Regions from separate parts of the Mus musculus genome. Here all the other regions are linked to region 1. A link is a contact called in public HiChIP or PLAC-seq and promoter capture Hi-C data. All regions are on one chromosome and are shown on one strand. The core of a region is the stretch at or near the end of the contact, and the rest is flanking DNA. Distances in the headings are between cores, read along the strand shown.

Evidence for each region. Promoter capture Hi-C pulls out the DNA fragments that hold promoters and counts their contacts. HiChIP or PLAC-seq counts read pairs in DNA pulled down with a chosen protein or histone mark.
Region 2: a promoter capture Hi-C map of trophoblast stem cells shows a contact between it and region 1, with 7 times the contacts expected there. The contact joins the enhancer-like site here to the promoter of Adra2a in region 1. A contact is called at or near these places in 12 of 39 promoter capture datasets (cranial neural crest, embryonic stem cells, frontonasal cranial neural crest and 6 more), 3 of 484 Hi-C or Micro-C datasets (cerebral cortex, nephron progenitors and uterus), 9 of 115 datasets of contacts at active chromatin or transcription factors (craniofacial prominence, embryonic forebrain, embryonic hindbrain and 6 more) and 2 of 9 other capture datasets (embryonic stem cells and pancreatic islet).
Region 3: a contact with region 1 is called in a FOXA1 HiChIP or PLAC-seq map of pancreatic cancer cells. The contact joins the enhancer-like site here to the promoter of Adra2a in region 1. A contact is called at or near these places in 10 of 39 promoter capture datasets (the 3T3-L1 cell line, the C10 cell line, the HPC-7 cell line and 7 more), 1 of 484 Hi-C or Micro-C datasets (cortical neurons), 11 of 115 datasets of contacts at active chromatin or transcription factors (craniofacial prominence, embryonic basal ganglia, embryonic forebrain and 7 more) and 1 of 9 other capture datasets (embryonic stem cells).
Region 4: a promoter capture Hi-C map of trophoblast stem cells shows a contact between it and region 1, with 11 times the contacts expected there. The contact joins the enhancer-like site here to the promoter of Adra2a in region 1. A contact is called at or near these places in 11 of 39 promoter capture datasets (the 3T3-L1 cell line, the HPC-7 cell line, cranial neural crest and 8 more) and 9 of 115 datasets of contacts at active chromatin or transcription factors (craniofacial prominence, embryonic basal ganglia, embryonic forebrain and 6 more).
Region 5: an HNF4G HiChIP or PLAC-seq map of pancreatic cancer cells shows a contact between it and region 1, with 15 times the contacts expected there. The contact joins the enhancer-like site here to the promoter of Adra2a in region 1. A contact is called at or near these places in 9 of 39 promoter capture datasets (the 3T3-L1 cell line, 3T3-L1-derived adipocytes, the C10 cell line and 5 more), 3 of 484 Hi-C or Micro-C datasets (cortical neurons and reprogramming fibroblasts) and 10 of 115 datasets of contacts at active chromatin or transcription factors (craniofacial prominence, embryonic forebrain, embryonic hindbrain and 7 more).

What each region holds. Positions count from the first base shown.
Region 1 is chr19:54,043,350-54,046,869 of GRCm38.p6, reverse strand. It overlaps Adra2a (adrenergic receptor, alpha 2a), which reads right to left and starts at 1,611. Exons shown (of 1, transcript NM_007417.5): 1 at 1-1,611. The coding sequence starts at 655.
Region 2 is chr19:54,604,382-54,607,441 of GRCm38.p6, reverse strand. No RefSeq gene overlaps it. Among named protein-coding and RNA genes, the nearest start is that of Gm31301, 140 kb to the right of the region's middle. Within about 2 kb of position 1,796, at least 2 of the 459 cell types and tissues checked have an H3K27ac peak or open chromatin away from gene starts, as enhancers often do. A contact at or near this core is called in trophoblast stem cells, where this site is marked.
Region 3 is chr19:55,005,351-55,008,694 of GRCm38.p6, reverse strand. No RefSeq gene overlaps it. Among named protein-coding and RNA genes, the nearest start is that of Gpam, 92 kb to the left of the region's middle. Within about 2 kb of position 1,659, at least 3 of the 459 cell types and tissues checked have an H3K27ac peak or open chromatin away from gene starts, as enhancers often do. A contact at or near this core is called in pancreatic cancer cells, where this site is marked.
Region 4 is chr19:54,976,356-54,979,581 of GRCm38.p6, reverse strand. No RefSeq gene overlaps it. Among named protein-coding and RNA genes, the nearest start is that of Gpam, 120 kb to the left of the region's middle. Within about 2 kb of position 1,836, at least 3 of the 459 cell types and tissues checked have an H3K27ac peak or open chromatin away from gene starts, as enhancers often do. A contact at or near this core is called in trophoblast stem cells, where this site is marked.
Region 5 is chr19:54,956,664-54,959,868 of GRCm38.p6, reverse strand. No RefSeq gene overlaps it. Among named protein-coding and RNA genes, the nearest start is that of Gpam, 140 kb to the left of the region's middle. Within about 2 kb of position 1,333, at least 22 of the 459 cell types and tissues checked have an H3K27ac peak or open chromatin away from gene starts, as enhancers often do. A contact at or near this core is called in pancreatic cancer cells, where this site is marked.

The sequences.
Region 1 (3,520 bases), core at 362-2,861:
AACCGATGGACGAGGAGATGACATACCACTTCTGGTCGTTGATCTTGCAGCTTGGCTCGGCCGGCTGCTGCCCGCCGCCAGCGCCCTTCTTCTCTATGGAGATGAGTGGCGGGAAGGAGATGACAGCCGAGATGACCCACACGGTGACAATGATGGCCTTGATGCGACGCGGCGTGCGCTTCAGGTTGTACTCGATGGCCTGCGTGATGGACCAGTAGCGGTCAAGGCTGATGGCGCACAGGTGCACTATGGACGACGTGCAAAAGAGCACGTCGAGAGCCAAATAGATCTCACACCACACCTTACCAAAGTACCAGTAACCCATAACCTCGTTGGCCAAAGAAAAGGGAATGACCAGCGTGGCCACCAGGATGTCCGCTGAGGCCAGGGACACCAGGAAGAGGTTTTGGGGAGCTTTGAGCGCGCGACTGGTGAACACCGCGATAATAACCAGCACGTTGCCAAATACTGTGAACAGCATGAGCAGGCCAGCCAGGCAAACCAGCGTCAGTGTCACCTGCAGGGAGTAAGGGGTGGCTCGGGTGCCGCCTCCGGGCGCTTCGGTCCCGTTCCAGCTGCTGTTGCCGGCATCCGGCTGCAGTGAGCCCATGGGCGCAAAGCTGCCCTCGGCCAGCGGCTGCTCCTGGCGGAACATGAACGCGGGTGCTGGTTCTCGTGGGCCTGCTGCCAGCTGCCTTCCGGCCCCGCGTCCGTGGGTCCTCCTCTTCCTCCGGTGCGGGGTTCGTCCCGCCGCGCCTCACATAAGGAAGAGGGCCGCAGGGAGCTCGGGCCCAAGCTGGGGACCGCTAGTGGTCCATGGACTGGAGCCCGCGAACTGGCACCGGTTCGTCCTTCCGACGCTCCGGGTGGGTGCTTTCTCTCTCCCAGCTCCTCAAACACAGCCAAGTTTTATTTCTAAGCGGCAGGATCGAGTAGGGCCAGCTGGTGGTTAGAGATTTTATTCTTCAAGAAAAGAGAAAAGAAATTATCGGTGGCCTGATGATTTGGAAAGATGTCAGAAATTTATACAAATGCATTTAGCTAGTCATCTATACCTTGATTCTTAAGCTGAGCGAAAGCATGAAGTCTTACCCCAAGAGGCAGCGGAGGGGTGTTGGTGTGGGCTCGGAGTCCTAGGTCTGTCTTCTTATACCCTCGAAGAGATTTCCAACTCCGTCGCTACCCTCCAGGCGGGGTGGCGAGGGCTGGGCCGGACCTCCGGCGAAGGCGCGGACTCTGCCTCCTCTAGGAGCCCCACGGGACTTCCAAAGTTGTGCGCTCTGCTGGGGCTGGGACTCTGTACACAGAGCTCGGGGGCGGCGGCGGTGGGGTGAAGGGTGTGGGGGCCGCATGAAGCCGCACCCCCACCACCACCACCTCGGTCCTCAGGGCCAAGCTAGGTGAGCGACCGGCTCTCCAGGAGCCGCGGCGGAGCCAAGGGTGGCTGCTAGCCGCGATCTGGGTGGGCGCTGAGCGCCACAGACCCGGCGGGGGTCGGAGGGCCGCGTGAGTTTTCGCAGGACCGCAGGACTTGGAGCTGGAGGCGCTGGGTGGCTGGGCGGTGTGCGCCGGCTGCTGGGCGTCTGCACGGAAGCGGGAGCCGAGGCTGCTCCGCCGCTCTACGCTGGACTGGTTTTATAGCCCCAGGATGAAGCCGGCGTTGCCGAGCAGCCGGCGTCAGCCCCCACGTGGGAAGTCGACCCTCCTCCGCCCCTCGCGCCTCCCCTCCTTAGGTCTAGAGCCCGCACCCGAGTCGGACCCGGGAGAGCGCTGCCTCTGGGACCCGGCTTTTGGAAAGACGGGTACAGGGAGCGAGGGGCAATAAGAGAGAGCCTAAGGAGTGGGGAGCGGCCCCTGCTGGGAGTTGGCCGTTCGGCTACTAGCTGGCCCAGGAGACAGTAGCAGGCGCCCAGCGGTACACCGATCTAGCTGGGTTTTAGCAGAAGAGGGTGCCAGGGTGCTGGGACCCGAATTAGGAGATGCAGAGTGGCATAAGAGTCGCTGGCGAGCAGCCCCGCCCCAGGTCAAGCGCAGGTGCTTCTGGTGACTGGGATGAAAGGGATCCCGGAGAGGTAAGCGTGTGCGGGTTCCTAAGGAACCACTGGAGCGGAATGGACCAGCATCCACGAGAGCAGACCAGGCCGGAGTTATCCATACTTAGGGAAGAGAAGGCCTCCTATCCTAGCAGCTGCCGGGACTCTCAAGGCCTGGACTCTGCACTGCGCCCCTTTGAAAGGCGGTGGGGAAGGGTCCTGGAGGGGTAGGCCCTGAGCCATGACAGAACGAGAGCGCACTGACACCTGCTGGCCGCTGGTCGTCACGGCTGGAAAGCGACTTAAGGGCTCCAGGCTCCTCTGGAGTCCTTTCCTCCATTTTTCTCCTATCTTGGGGGCAAGTTTGGACTAAGCTGGGGCGGCGGGGGTGGGGGGGGGGGAGGGGACACGGACAGATTTCAAACTGCACTATGTCATGATGCAGAAATCTTCAGGTTGTATAGATCTACCTCTGATGAGAGTAAGGCTCGGAACCTTCTACAGATGTGAGAGTCCTGGATCTTCCTCTCTGCTTGCCTGGCTTTAAACTACTGGGAACCGTTAAGCATTAGTTGAGGCACAGCTACTTTATGAAGAGCGCCATGACATTATAGGTAGATGTAAGCCTTACGCTGTTTTAATCAGTACCTACTGTGTGCACGAATTAAAGTATTACACTGAACTCCACAAATGTATAGGATTATTATGTGTTTGTCAAAAAGGGGTTTCTGATTATGGAAATAGAAAAGTTAACTATCCTGACTTGGTCATTACATACTGTGTGTAATATTGAATTAACATACAGTATCTTACACATCTGTACAATTAAACGTGAAAGAAAAACATCTTATTAGACTCTATCCCCACTTACATGGCCTTTTCTCCTACACCCCCAATACACAGATAAGTACACACATCTGCACAGCATCTGTCGGTGAGGGCAGGGTGCTAGCCAAGAAAGAAAGGGTGTTTTCTATGTTCTCTCTCTGGTGAGAAAGGTAGGAGCTTGGCAGTAGATGGCAAGGTTTCTAAGCACTCAGGCAGGAGTATCTGTCGCACCAGATACACTGTGCCATCCGAACTCTTTCTTCAGACGAGCAGCAGGAAGATCACGGAGAACCAGAGAGCACAGAATGTCAACAGGGTACACACGAGACCTAAGAAAGCATCTGTCATACTTCAGAGATCACTACACCTAAATGTCACACTCAGTCATCCAAGCCAGGGTCCAAGGTCCGAGCAGATCTGAGCCGATGTCTCCCTGGACATCAACGTGCAGGCTCGGGTCTGGCTGAGGACCGCGGGCTACATGAATGACCCTGACCATCAGTCTCAACCCCGACTACTCGCTCAGTATTTGATGGTGCGAGTGAGTACATCTCAGATGTCTCATTTGAATTCAGCACCTTTACCCTGCAACCCTTCCCTGGTGGACAGCCTCTGCTCCCACGCATCATGGTAAGAAGTCCTCAGAGTCTCAAGAAAAC
Region 2 (3,060 bases), core at 547-3,046, 560 kb before region 1:
ATTAATGCATAAAGAAAAGACTGGGCTTTAGGCCTACAAGAGATGAGCTACCCAGAGAGGTTTTTAGAAGTGCAAGAGAAAGATATCTCAAGCAGAACACTGGCTGCCAGCTTGTACCCCATATTTTGACTTCAAGTCATTCTTGTGCTGCTCCCAGACACCCCTTCCTCAGAACCCCTCTCCAAGCAGAGGCTGGTCCTTGGTACCCTTCTCCACCCATTCAGCTCCCTGACACTAGTTAAGAGAGAAAAAATAATAGAGGGGGAGGGAAGGGGGATGTTGTCATTAGACTACTTCCTCCAGACTAAGGGCATTGAGTTCCTTGGGGCAAGTTTGCTCTTCGGAGTCATGATATCTACTTTCTTTTCGTTGTTTCTTCTTTGTACATTACTACTTAACATACTACAAGGAACTGCAAACAATAGCAACCAACCAACAACCAATAACCCACCCCACCTCTCAGGGCCTTATCATTTATATATCCTCTGAAAAGTCCTCAGAATTCTAGATGTCACACAATAGCAGAAACTATCTGCAGCTGGTGAAATCACATCCCTGCTAGAGCATGAGGCAAATCATAGCCAGCTGCTGTGGACAATCTGAAGCAGACCCATATCCCACACCTGGGATTAAAACAAAACATATTTATAATTTTGTCTTTTAAAAAAAACCAAAATTCCAAAATTGTCACTATAAGAGGCTTTTCATGAAACATTTTGTCCAATAATCTGTCACCATTATGCTCATATTCTAAAAACTTAAGTGAGACTGAGTTCAAAAGTAAAAGACTAATCTATTTAAAAGAGGAAATTTCCAGAGAGCAAAACAGTCTGTGACAAAGTTATTGATGGCTGCTTTAAGCAAGATTTACTGTGAGGATTAGGAACAAATAACACCAGAGAAAAAGGTAGAAAATTATTTAATGTAAGTGTGGGAACATGGCTCAAGTTGTTAATAGACCACCCTAATGAGTAAACAAACCAACCAACACACAAGAATGAGCCGCCATTTTGTACTTGGACAAAAAGGAAAGGTGCTGTAAGCATCAGGCTCAGATCAGTGCCTTGCTCAGTCATCATAAGAGAAGGTTCTTCCAGCAGCAGATGGAAACAGATAAAGAGACCCACAGCCAGATATTATGCAGAGAGAAAGGCATTGGAACTCCATCAAATCCTACTCCACAGGGCTTAGGGAATTCTGCTGAAGAGGAAGCAGAAAGGGTGTAAATGTCAGAAGGGACAGAAAACAAACACCAGGAAAACAAGGCCATGCAAGTCAATAGGATTGAATCCCATATGAACTCAGACTGAAGCACGAAGCCTAGGGCCTGTATGGGTCTGTACCTGGTTCTCTGTGTATATATTACAGCTTCTAGTTAGAGTGTTGATGGGACTACTGAGTGCATGAAGGAGTGAGTCTCTTAATTCTTGTGCCTTCTCTTGGGCTCTTTTCCTTCTATTTGTTTGTTGTGTTGAATGTGTTAGTGTTTGTGTTATTTTATTATATTGTTTTATATCTTCTATAATAATACCTCGGAAGCCTTTTGTTTTCTAATGAGAGGCAGAAAGAAAGTTGATGTGGATGGAATGGGGTGAAGCTAGGAGGAGTACAGGAGGGTAAACCACAATCGGGATATACTGTGTGAGTGCCAAGGACCAGGCTTAGATTGGAGAGGGGTTCTGAGGAAGGGGTGTTTATGAGTGGTGAAAGAATTACTTGAAGACAATTGTGGGGTATAAGCTGACAGCTTTGTGTTCCAGTGTGTGTGACAGCTTTCTAGAGATCTCCAGACAGCTCAGCTTTTGTAGACCAAAGCCCAGTCTTTTATTTGCATAACAATTCAATTGTGCAGGCCAGGCTTCCTTTCCGTTATTTCATGAATTAGCATTTTATGACCTTAACCCTTTGATTCTTAGAAAAGACAGCAAATACAAAACAAAACAAAACAAAACAAAACAAAACCCAGCAAATGTATTCAGAAATCTGCCTGCCTTCATAAGCACAGACAATAACTTAGCTGGGTGGAATCCTATCCTGAGAGCACCATTCCCACCATGCCTGGATCTAAAACTCACTGTCCCAGGCTGACCTTGAACTCAGGAATCTGCTTGCCTTTGTATTTTTCTAACAACCTGGCTTATTAGTGCAGCTCCTTTTGTGCTTTTGAGTCCATGAAGCCCCTCATACAATTCATACTGCATCTTTATATTTTGCATAGTTGAGAAATTATGTACTTTGAACTCATGCTTTCAGATTTATTTTCCACAATATTAAGGGCTGTCCTGAATGTAACAAGTGTTTACCATTTTTTTGTAAAGACTTAGACATACCCTTTCCTCCTGGACTGCTGCTGCTAATTATTATAGAGTCATGATTTTACCTTGGCATGAAACATATCTCCCAAAGGAGGAACATAAAGTAAATTACGTACATTATGATACAAATAAGCTTTATGCCTAGAAACCATTGATACTCATGGAGGATGGATCAGCTGGCTCTGTACTAGGTGTGGGGTCCTGTCAGGCTGTCCCTTGTATATGGCCATGAGGGACTTGTCATCTGAGGAAATAATATCTATTGTCAATAAAAGGGAAAAAATTAAAAGGAAAAAGAAAAACTTGCTCACAGATCGTCTCTAATGGCCACCAATATTTTTAAGTAATAAAAGTGTAACATTGGTAACATAGATGATGTTCTCGCCCAGATTTTCACATAATATCAATAAAATTAGTCTATATTGAAAATGTGCCAGGTCTATTAACACCCCCATTAATGGACTTTTAATTAGTTGCTGATTCTGTTAATAATGTACATGGCTGTTGTTTCTAAAAAAAGAAAAGAAAAGAAAAGAAAAGAAAAGAGAAGAAAAGAAAAGAAAAGTTATCTAATCATTTCTTTCTGTTGTAATTTTATAACTTTTATTCTGTAAATGTCAGGTCTGGAGTAGGGTAATAGTCAAACAAATATGATGAGTCCAAGCAGAATTTCAAAGCATTGTTTATTTCTTTAAAGATGGTAACAATTTATTTTTATGAAAAAAGATAAGAGAAAAGAAAGACA
Region 3 (3,344 bases), core at 410-2,909, 960 kb before region 1:
CATAGTAGGTATTCAACACACACTGTCTTTACCTCTGCCTTTGTTAGTAATAAGATTGTCAGGTCAGCTGATCTCACAATTAGATCTTTTGTGCTGCAGCTGTGAGTGAATAGGGGATAATATTGTGTGGATATCACTTTGAGAGGGAGGTCTGCCTGTACATAAGATAACTTCCCCTTCCTTTAATTTCTTGTATATGTACTCTACCCTATGTGACTATTTGCACAAAAGTAAATTTTCAATAAGTCTTCATATAAGCACACCAGAGTCTCTGTTAGCAACAAAAGGAGTTCATGTTTAATAAGATAAATTGTCACAACATACCTCACACCCACTACTCTTGTTCCATGTTGGCGGAGCTCTGCTTTTCTCCCATCTTCCCCTAAGTGACCTGGTCACTAAGCCTGGAATGGCCCCTTCTCTCCACAGCTACTGGCTTCACTGTGTGCACCTCATCTTTTCTTGCTCCGTGTGACCTAAGGGAAATTTTATGAGGAGACCATTGGGTAGGTTTCTTTTTTATTCTTTAATAGAGATGCAGACAGAAGTGGTATGTTTCCTTATATTGATGCATAGCATCTATATGTTATAGCATCTATATAGGATACATGGACAGATAGCTACAGTGAAATCAGCACTAACAAAAAAGCTTATAAAGAGACAAAGAATCCAGGTCTTAGTGGCACTATCTTCAAGACAGTGACCTCTGCATTGGTCCATCGCTCCGTGTCCTCGCGACTGTGCCTGTACTCTGCTGGGCTTTCCCTTACTGGAGTGAAGGCATCCTCACAGATACAAGCTGCCAGCTGGATCCAGTTTGACTCTTTGTCTTTAAGTGTAGAGGAAGGTCCTCACATTTCTTTAGGTGTGCCGCTTGCCTGAAGTGAAGCAGGAGTAGTGGTTTCTATTCCAGCTTGCCCTGAGCCACCTTCTGAGGAGGTCTCTGGACTCCAGCACCTGTCCAGCTTTCACTGTGAAGAAATGGGAAATATCTGAGTCTTCAGAGCAGTCAGGACCTATCCCACTGGAAAAGAAAAAGGATGCGAACTGGCATTTATCGAGCATCCATCCATTTGGTGCCAAAGCACTTACATATATTTTGACCCTCGCCTCATAAAGTGTCTTAGCTTCCTGTAGAGATGGGGACACTTTACATCAAAGGTTAAAAAACTGGCCAAGGTCTGCTCCTACGTGGCAAATCTGGTGTGAGGATGCTGGAACCCAGTTGCTATTTTCTTGATGGAGAGATGGAAACCCAAGACTTTTAAAGCAGATTGATTGCCAAGAGTGGCCTAGAATCCAAGTTTAGTTCATCTTCTTGAGCTTTATTTATTTTATTTCATGTGTCTGAGTGTTTGCCTGCATATATGTGTGTATGTGTGTGTGTTCCATATTCATGGCTGGCACCCATAGAGGGCAGAAGAAGCCATCAGATCCCCTGGAACTGCATTCACAGATGGTTGTGAGCTGCCATGTAGGTCTCCTGTGAGAGCAGCTAGTACTTTAAACTGTGAACTCATCTCTTCAGATCTCTCCAGCAGCAATCAAGTTTCTTGATGTCATGTCCCAAATTCCTTAAATTACCTACTGTAGCCATGAGCCTCTGATGACTCTAACAATGTCAATGAAGAGATTGGCCATGATTGGTTTATTGAATCCATTTAGCATTTTTGTACACTTACTGTACACACCACACTCTACTAGGCACTGGGTAATCAGTGGTAGAGAGGAAAGACTGTGCCCTGCAGCTTCCTTGGGAGTGGCTGCTCTGCTGTAAAGTGGTGTTGGGACTGACACATCTGGCAGGAGGTCCTAGAGGTCAAGGCCTGCTGTGGAAGGCAGCAGGCAAACACACCTCTGGGACATGAGGCCTGGGAGAACTTGGCTCAAGGGGGAGGTCAATGATATTTCTGGGTCTTCGAGCATGCTGCCTCCACTGGGACTCAATGCTTTATGTTTCAGGTCTAGGCAGAGGAGTAAAAAGAGAGTGAACCCATCGGGATTCAGGTGGTTGAGTTTATCCCACCCGCTCCAGAAAGCATTATACACTGCTCTGTTGTTTGTGTAGCCCCATGTCTCACTGAGCAGAAGGTTCGGGAAGATGGTGTTTGCTTTTCTTCATTCACTGTGGATGTCTGTAGTGAGAATTTTGATTTCTTAAAAAACCCAGTTATGTGACAAGAATGTTTTTGTTTTAATCTCAGCTGTGGTGTAAGAGGCTGCTTCCCAGCAGGTGATTATGATTTGCCTCATGCACTAGCAGGGGTGTGATTTTTGCCAGCTGCAGATAGTTTAATTCTGGGGACTGTGGAGGGGTTATGAATGAGAGAGCCCAGAGGGGCCTGTGGTGGCTTCTGCCTCCCATGCTGTCTGCCCTGCCCATTGATGCTGACCCCTGCTGACCCCTGCTGGACCCTCCTGGTTCCCTGCTGCTGTATTTGCTGTTGTGTTTGCTATTGCTAAATTGCTAGTTTGCTGGACTATTGGATAGTCTAATGATGAAGTTTGGACTTGCCCCAAGGAACTCAATGCCCCTAATCAGAAGGAAGTAGTCTATAGAGGTCTATACTTTTTCCTCCCTTTAACCTTTTTTTCCTACCTAGTGTTTGAGGGTTGGAGGGAGATAGAGGTATAAGAACCCAATAAAATAGTAAAAAGATATAGTAACAGATGTTCTATTCCAATGCTTTCCACACAGCGACCAATGGAAAGCCCCAAGAAGTCCGAGAGAGAAGTGAACTCCTGGGAAGATGAACAGCAGCTTCCTCCCAGGGAAGGAGGTGTGATTCTCAGCATTGTCTCTAATTCTGTGGTGTAAGGATTCCTACTATAACGTATGTTAAGCTACTGATGTGATGTCTACCAACTCCCATAACTAAAGAACCAAAGCAAAATAAAACAGTGAGCCCTCAGGAGCCAGCTGATTCCAGTGCACACCAGAGAGAGGGAATCTGTCCAAAGAAGAAGTGGTTAGCTTCCTGGTGTAGCAGAAAGGAAGGTTAAGAGCCACAGATTTCCTAGGGAGGGTAATGGGAGTACTATCAATGTGGGCACACCCCTGGGCTTGCACTCACTTTCTGTGCCTTTAAATATAGATTGCTTCCCCAGCCATGTCTCTTCTTCCTGCCTCTGTCTCTGAAGTATGTTTTTCTTTTACCATCAGCTGGAAAAAATTATTTAAGAAGGTTAGAGCAAAAGTCTTGCTTTCTGTTTAAACAAGAATAGTTTCTCAGGCTTGTTATTGATTTTTTTTCTTTTCCTTTTTTAATTCTCACAATGTGTTAAGTTAGAAAAAAAAATCATTGCCTTTGTTTTCCCACCAAGGGGAAGAAACACCCTCTGGG
Region 4 (3,226 bases), core at 587-3,086, 930 kb before region 1:
CTGTAAAGCATGTGGAACATGGAGGTGCTAGACTTTAGAGGAAGGGGATGTGGCCATTGATGCTCCATTTTATTGATGCTCCATTTAATTGATGCTCCATTTTATTGATGCTCCATTTTATTGATGCTCCATTTTATTGATGCTCCCTTTTATTGATGCTCCATTTTCTTTCTCTCTCTCTCTCTCTCTCTCTCTCTCTCTCTTTCTTTCTTTCTTTCTTTCTTTTATTTATGCATTTTCTGTATAAGTACTCTATCTGAATGTACGTCTGTTTGCCAGAAGAGCTCTCTTCAGATCCTATTTTAGATAGTTGTGAATGCCACGTGGTTGCTGGGAATTGAACCCAGGACCTCTGGAAGAACAGAGAGTGCTCTTACCCACTGAGCCATCTCACTATGCTCCACTTTAGAAAGGCTGTTGTGTTTAAGTGCAGCATCAGACTCAGTGTCAACATCATCTCTCTGCAAAAGCCTAGGAGGGAGGCCCAAGGCCCTGCAGCCTCTTTTGGATGAAGCTGACCACTAGCTAGTGCTCTGTACATAGAGGAAGAAGCTGGAGCAAAGTCAGCTGGAAGGCCTCTCTGTCTGTCTCTATCTGTCTGTCTGTCTATCTCTCTGTGTGTTGGGGGGTGGTGAGAGGAAGGGAAGAAGGGAAGATGACAAGACTCAGGATATGAGACATTTACAGTTTTGCATTTTAGGATGGTCTAAACTAAGTTTTGAGTAGATATGGAAAAGGTCAGAGAGGAGATGGAGTCCAAGTCCTGGGCTTAGATGCTTTTTATTAACCAGAAGTGGATAATGGAGTGGGGCAGGCAGCCATTTCAGGGCTCCACTCATCTATTGGAGCACCACCCTGGCCTGAAGCAGGGCCCCATGTCTGCCTTCCTTATCCTGACCTCAGCTCTGACTCTGAGCTCTGGGGTGTGTTCAGCTTAGTGAACAAGGGTTCTGGTTTCGCTGGGTACTCACATCTTCAAAGGGAGAAGCGCTAAGGATGACAGGGGTCCCAGTCCATCTTCACAAGCTGGGTTCCATGCTCCTGCTGTGGGCTCCTGGCTGCTCTTCATTCCCTCCACCTTCTCTCACGAGATGCCTTGGGGCTTCAAGCCCAGCATCAGAGAGGACTACCTTAGAGGGTCCATGGGGGCCCCACTGAGTGGTTCTGCTTGAACCACGGAGTGTGGCCGAACCCTGACTGATAACATGCTCTGAAAAAAGACAATGCTTTAAGAAAAAGCAAATGGGTATTTTGTTTTTCCTGGACTGCACGGTTGAGGCATGTGGAGCCTGTGGCTACTGGCCATCCCTATCCCTCCCTTGGAAGAGATAATCGCTCTACCTCAGTGTGGAATCTCAAGGGTAAAATTTGAAATTATTTGTGTTCTGTTTTGGTTTCTGATGTTGCGCTCTAATCCTTGCATAAGGCATGAGTCCACAGTAGGAGCCATGGTAAGAACGTGGCAGTAACGGGGGACACTTGGATAAGTTTGAATAGAGAAGAAAACAAGACCCTGGAGTTAAGTGAGTTCAGATTAAATATGGCACTGGTCTTTACCCCCAAATACATTTTTATCCACATGAAAAGCACAGCATATTAAATTTAGCATCTACTAGAATTCTTATTGAGAGAACAGAGGATTTAAATCAGGTTCGTCATAAAAGGTTGGGGAGGCTGTGCAGTCGAAGGCTCATTCCTGCACGTGTTGCTTGAGTTTATTCTCAAGGGCATTTTTGACTCTGGGTTTGGATACTCTGCCCTGTTCTCGCGTCACTAGATGCATACAGTGCTGTAGGTGAAAAGCGGCAATTTAAACTGCTGACAATATTTACGCATTTCCTCTGTGCCCCCGGGTGCCTGATCTCACCGTTAAATGACTCATTGACTTGACAGACAAGGGAGAATCTGAATGCAGCTCCACTTTCCAATGAATTCAATGAAAACGGAACTTTCTTGCAGCACCAGCACTTAAGGGGGATTCCAGCTGACTGATGGGAAGGGGAAGGAGCCTTGGGTGTGGCTGCGAGGCATGGACTTCTAGAAGGATGGTTTTAAACAAAGAGCTTGTATTGGGCTTGTGATAGAAGCATTCCTTTTTTTCTCATCCCTGACCAGCTTCTGTGAGGCACTCATTGACCTAACATTTCGGATTAACCTGGATATCAGGCTCCTTTTGAAGGTCAAACCTAGCCAGAGCTCGTGAATAAGAGGACCACACTTTTCTGAATTAAGTTTCGCCTGATGAGTTTATCGTTTCTTCAAAGGGCTGGGCTGGGTGGCTACGTTTCCTGGGGAGGACGAATGTGGTGTGGCAGATTTCAGATCCCTGACGTCTGTTGTATCTTCTGCCAAGAGCCTGCCTCTTCCATCTTAGCTAGCCTCTGCGTGTGTCTTCCCCTTGCGGCAGCACCAAGAGCCTGCCTCTTCCATCTCAGCTAGCCTCGCGTGTGTCTTCCCCTTGCGGCAGCACCTCGTTGCTTTGCTCCCTGAGGAGCTGATTGTTCTCACAGACTTCCTTTCCAGTCCTTCAGTCTCCAGACTATGATGACCTGTTCTGTCATTTCTCTCACCCATCACTGGAAACCAGCCCTGCCCCCAGCCCAATTACAGTGCTGAGGACTTATGTCAATTAGATGCCTATGATGAACAGCCATTTAATATTCATCATCCCCATTATTCCCAAATAATCATATTGAAAAGTCACTGTGGTCCCCATTTTGCACGTCAGAAGATGGAACATGGGCAGGACTTCCAGACCTGGAGACTCTGAACTTTGGAGCCAGAATTCAGGTTCCATTCGACCCCACATCTCTACTCAGCCTCTATACTTCCCACCTGCTTTGTTCAAATCTCCATTTCCCCACTGCCTGTCAACAGTGTGTCTGCTACAGACACAGAACCAAGCTCTGGATCTCATTTTTGGCTTTAACATGACTTCCCTTAAGTGTTTGCTTCAAGGCTGAACACAGTTCTGCACATGAGCATCTCAATTACGATGCCCTTGAGAGGTTCACTGGCAGGTTGCTTTCATCTTGACCATAACTAATCCCAGGAGAGGTGAAACGGGCCAGATGTGGCCAGATTTGACAAAACTGGCAGAGTAACTTTAAAAATACAAAACAAAACAATCAGTTCTCACAAGTGGATCTGGAATCTAAGTGAAATAGAATTCGAAATATAATAAGGAGAGGACTGTAAAAGAATCGTGGAAATTGCTGTTTCTGTA
Region 5 (3,205 bases), core at 84-2,583, 910 kb before region 1:
AGATCAGAGAACAACTTGCAGGAGTCAGTTCTCTCCTTCCTCCTTGGGGGTCCCAGGGCTCAAACGCAGATGGTCAGGGTTGGCAGAGTTGTCTTTACTCCGTGAGTCACCTCTTGGCCTCCCCTTTTTATCTTTTTATAAGGATACCAATCCCATCATGGGTTCTTGTGTCCTTATTACTCTTTTGAAGGCCATACCCACAAGTATATTAAAATGAAATTGGGCTTCAGTATATAAATCTGAGAACTAGAGAAACTCACATTTATGTGAGTATCATTGACCTTAACCCTTAGTTGATCAAAATATTATGAAAAAGTTCTCCATTCTTCCTTTTAGTAAAGATGTGTTAACAAGAATTATACTATTTTTACGAATTACATACATGTTTGAGATGGACTCTTAAACTACTTTACTATGTAGATTGGAATGGCCTTACTAGCTAGAACAGGTTGGCCTTGAACTCACAGAGATCTGCCTGCCTCTGCCTCCCAAGTGCTGGAATTTGAGATATCTACCACCATATCCAGTACATAGTATGATTTGAATATCATTGAACATTTTATGGGAACCTCTGTTCTCTCTCAATCTGTGAACACTAGAGATCTTGATTTTCATGGCCTACAGTCTGAATCTTTAGCATCTACTTTTATGAAGACGCTTGCTAGGCCCTTGTTTGGTTTTAGGGCTTCAAATGTTTGAATCAGTGGGTGCTTTTCATAAAAGGACTAAGGGCTCTACTCAAAAGTTCTACAGAGTAGAGTCTGGAGTGACACTTGTATTTAGCAAGTTCTGGGTGACCTGTTGGTGCTGCCCAGAGACTATAGTTTCAAAACAGCTGCTTTAGGTGAACAATACAGAAAATATTCAGGGATTGAAGATTCATTTTATTTCTTGATGGATCTGAACACTTGGCTTAGAAGGTGGTCTTCTTCTGTGAAGCAACACTAAACTCTACTTTTAAAAGTAGCTTCTTCTCCCACAAAGAGATTTGAGTGCAGACAGTTGAAGGAAAGATTTAGTGTGATATAATGTGTGTTTATTGAGTATCTGCTTTGCACCAAACATCAGAAGATGCAAAACAAAACAAAACAAAACTAAGCAAGGAATACCTTTGCCCTAGTGAAAAACGTAAGGGGAGAAGAGAAGCAAAAGGGGGAGCCAGTATATACCTCCTCCTGAAAGGCATGGCAGAAAATGGCACAGTTTCTGCATCAAAGGACATGACCAGCAGAAATGACAGATGCAGACAGGAGCAAAGGGCTGGACTGACGCAGCTGTGACTTGGTGAACTGAGCCCGAGCAAAAGCTGAAGACAGCTAGTCATGACTCTTGCTGATGTAGCAATAGGAAAATATGACTCTTGCTTCCACTCACCGTGAGTCACTCTTTGCACCCCTGTACGTAATGATAGGTTTGCAAAGAAAAGAATAATTCATCTAATCAGGGTCTAGCATGCCACCAGAGCCTTCCTAAATGGAGGGTCAGGGGCCCAGGGAAACTGCTTTTACACTTCCGTTTGATGAAGAATGGGCAGCCATGTGGAGATGGGTTTGAACCAAAGGGCTTGATGTTATAGTAACAGACTAGAGGTGCCAACCCTGGCAAGGCAGTGTCTGCAGACTCTTCTTGAACTCTGTGTGGCCTTATTACCTCCCAGGCATAGAGCAGAACTCCTCTGTAATTAGGGTCTTCAGAGAAGGGAGAGGAAGTTCGAAGCTTCCTCCTCCTCCCTCTTCCTCTTCCTCTTCTTCCTCCTCCTCCTCCCTCCTCCTCTTCCTCCTCTTCTTTTTCCATTTTATGATTTGCTGCTGGGGAAAAAGGGCTGGTATATATGACCAACCTTGGGGAAGAGGAATTCTTGTTAATTTTTTTTTTTAAACTAGTTTTGGAGTGAAAGAAAGAGATGAAAGGGCAGGGACATGCCCAAGAGACCTTTCTTCTGAGGCCACTCTGTGATCTGAAGTTCAAAGTATTCAGTGCCAAGTTCCATATTTCAGATATCAAATTCAGAATGACCAACCAGCCAGTGATAGAAACCAACTCCTGTCAATCAGCTACCTGAGGCAAAAAGAAGAAATCGGTTGGGATAGCCCTGGAGCGCTCAGCTTAAGGTTGACAAGCATGCTCAGCCGAATGAATATTTTCAGCCTTTAGAGCCATATGGTCTCTGACATGGTGACTCAAGTCATCCTTCACAGTGTGAGAACAGCCACAGGCAATTCATAAACTGACAAATGTGTTTGCGTCTGTGTCTCAATAAAACTTTATTCCCATAAATAGGCGGTAGCCAGATTTGACCCTTGGGCCTCTTTGGACGGCCATTTAAAACAATTCAAGGAATCATACCATAAAAATGATCAGACAAGGAGCTCAGTTTAGGCTCAGTCAGAACCTGGGTCCTAGATGCCTGCAGTCTCCTCTTCTCTCTAACACTCCTGACAAGAGCAACACATGAGAGGAAGGCTTTCCTTTGGCTTACAGTTCCAAGGGACACAGTCAAACTGTGTCAGGGAAGGTAGGGGATAGAGGTAGGTGGCAGATGGCCATGCTGCAGTAGCAGAGGTCAGTGCTTGTTCATGCCATGTTACCTTTCTTCTTTATATTCAGTCCAGAAATTAGGGTCATTCGTCCTGTATCAGATAACCCGATCCCATGGGTGTGGCCAGAGATCTGTCCTCCAAGTGACCTAGAGCATATCAAGTTGAAAGTCAATATAAAACACCACAAGTATGCTTAGTGTCCTCCTCATTTTTCTCTGTCTATCACCTCTCTTTCCCTCCCTCCCTCCTGTCTGTCTCCCTGTCTGACTCAATTATAAAAAGCAATGTTGGTTGTGTAGAGTCTAGGACTTGGGGAACAAGGGTCTACGCAAATCCCACATGACAGCTGTGAGGTGGTAGAGCCACACACACTCTTCCTCCTGACTCCAAAGCTTCTGAGCTTCATAATCCTTTCTGTCTTCTGATTGCTGACAATGGGTTACAGTAAGCAGCGTTCACTTCAAGCCATCAGAGAAGTGTCCATCTTCGCCCTGGAGTGTGGGATTGCTGGCCTTCCTTGGTAACTGTCCTGATTTTTAAAGAAGAGCAGGGATACAATCAAATGCTGCAGATGCTCTCCTTTCTTTAACAGCTTCCCTGGCCAGAGCTGTCCTTGCTGTCTGGAGCTCTGCATCTACCTTGTTCACTCTAAACTTGAGGCCCCA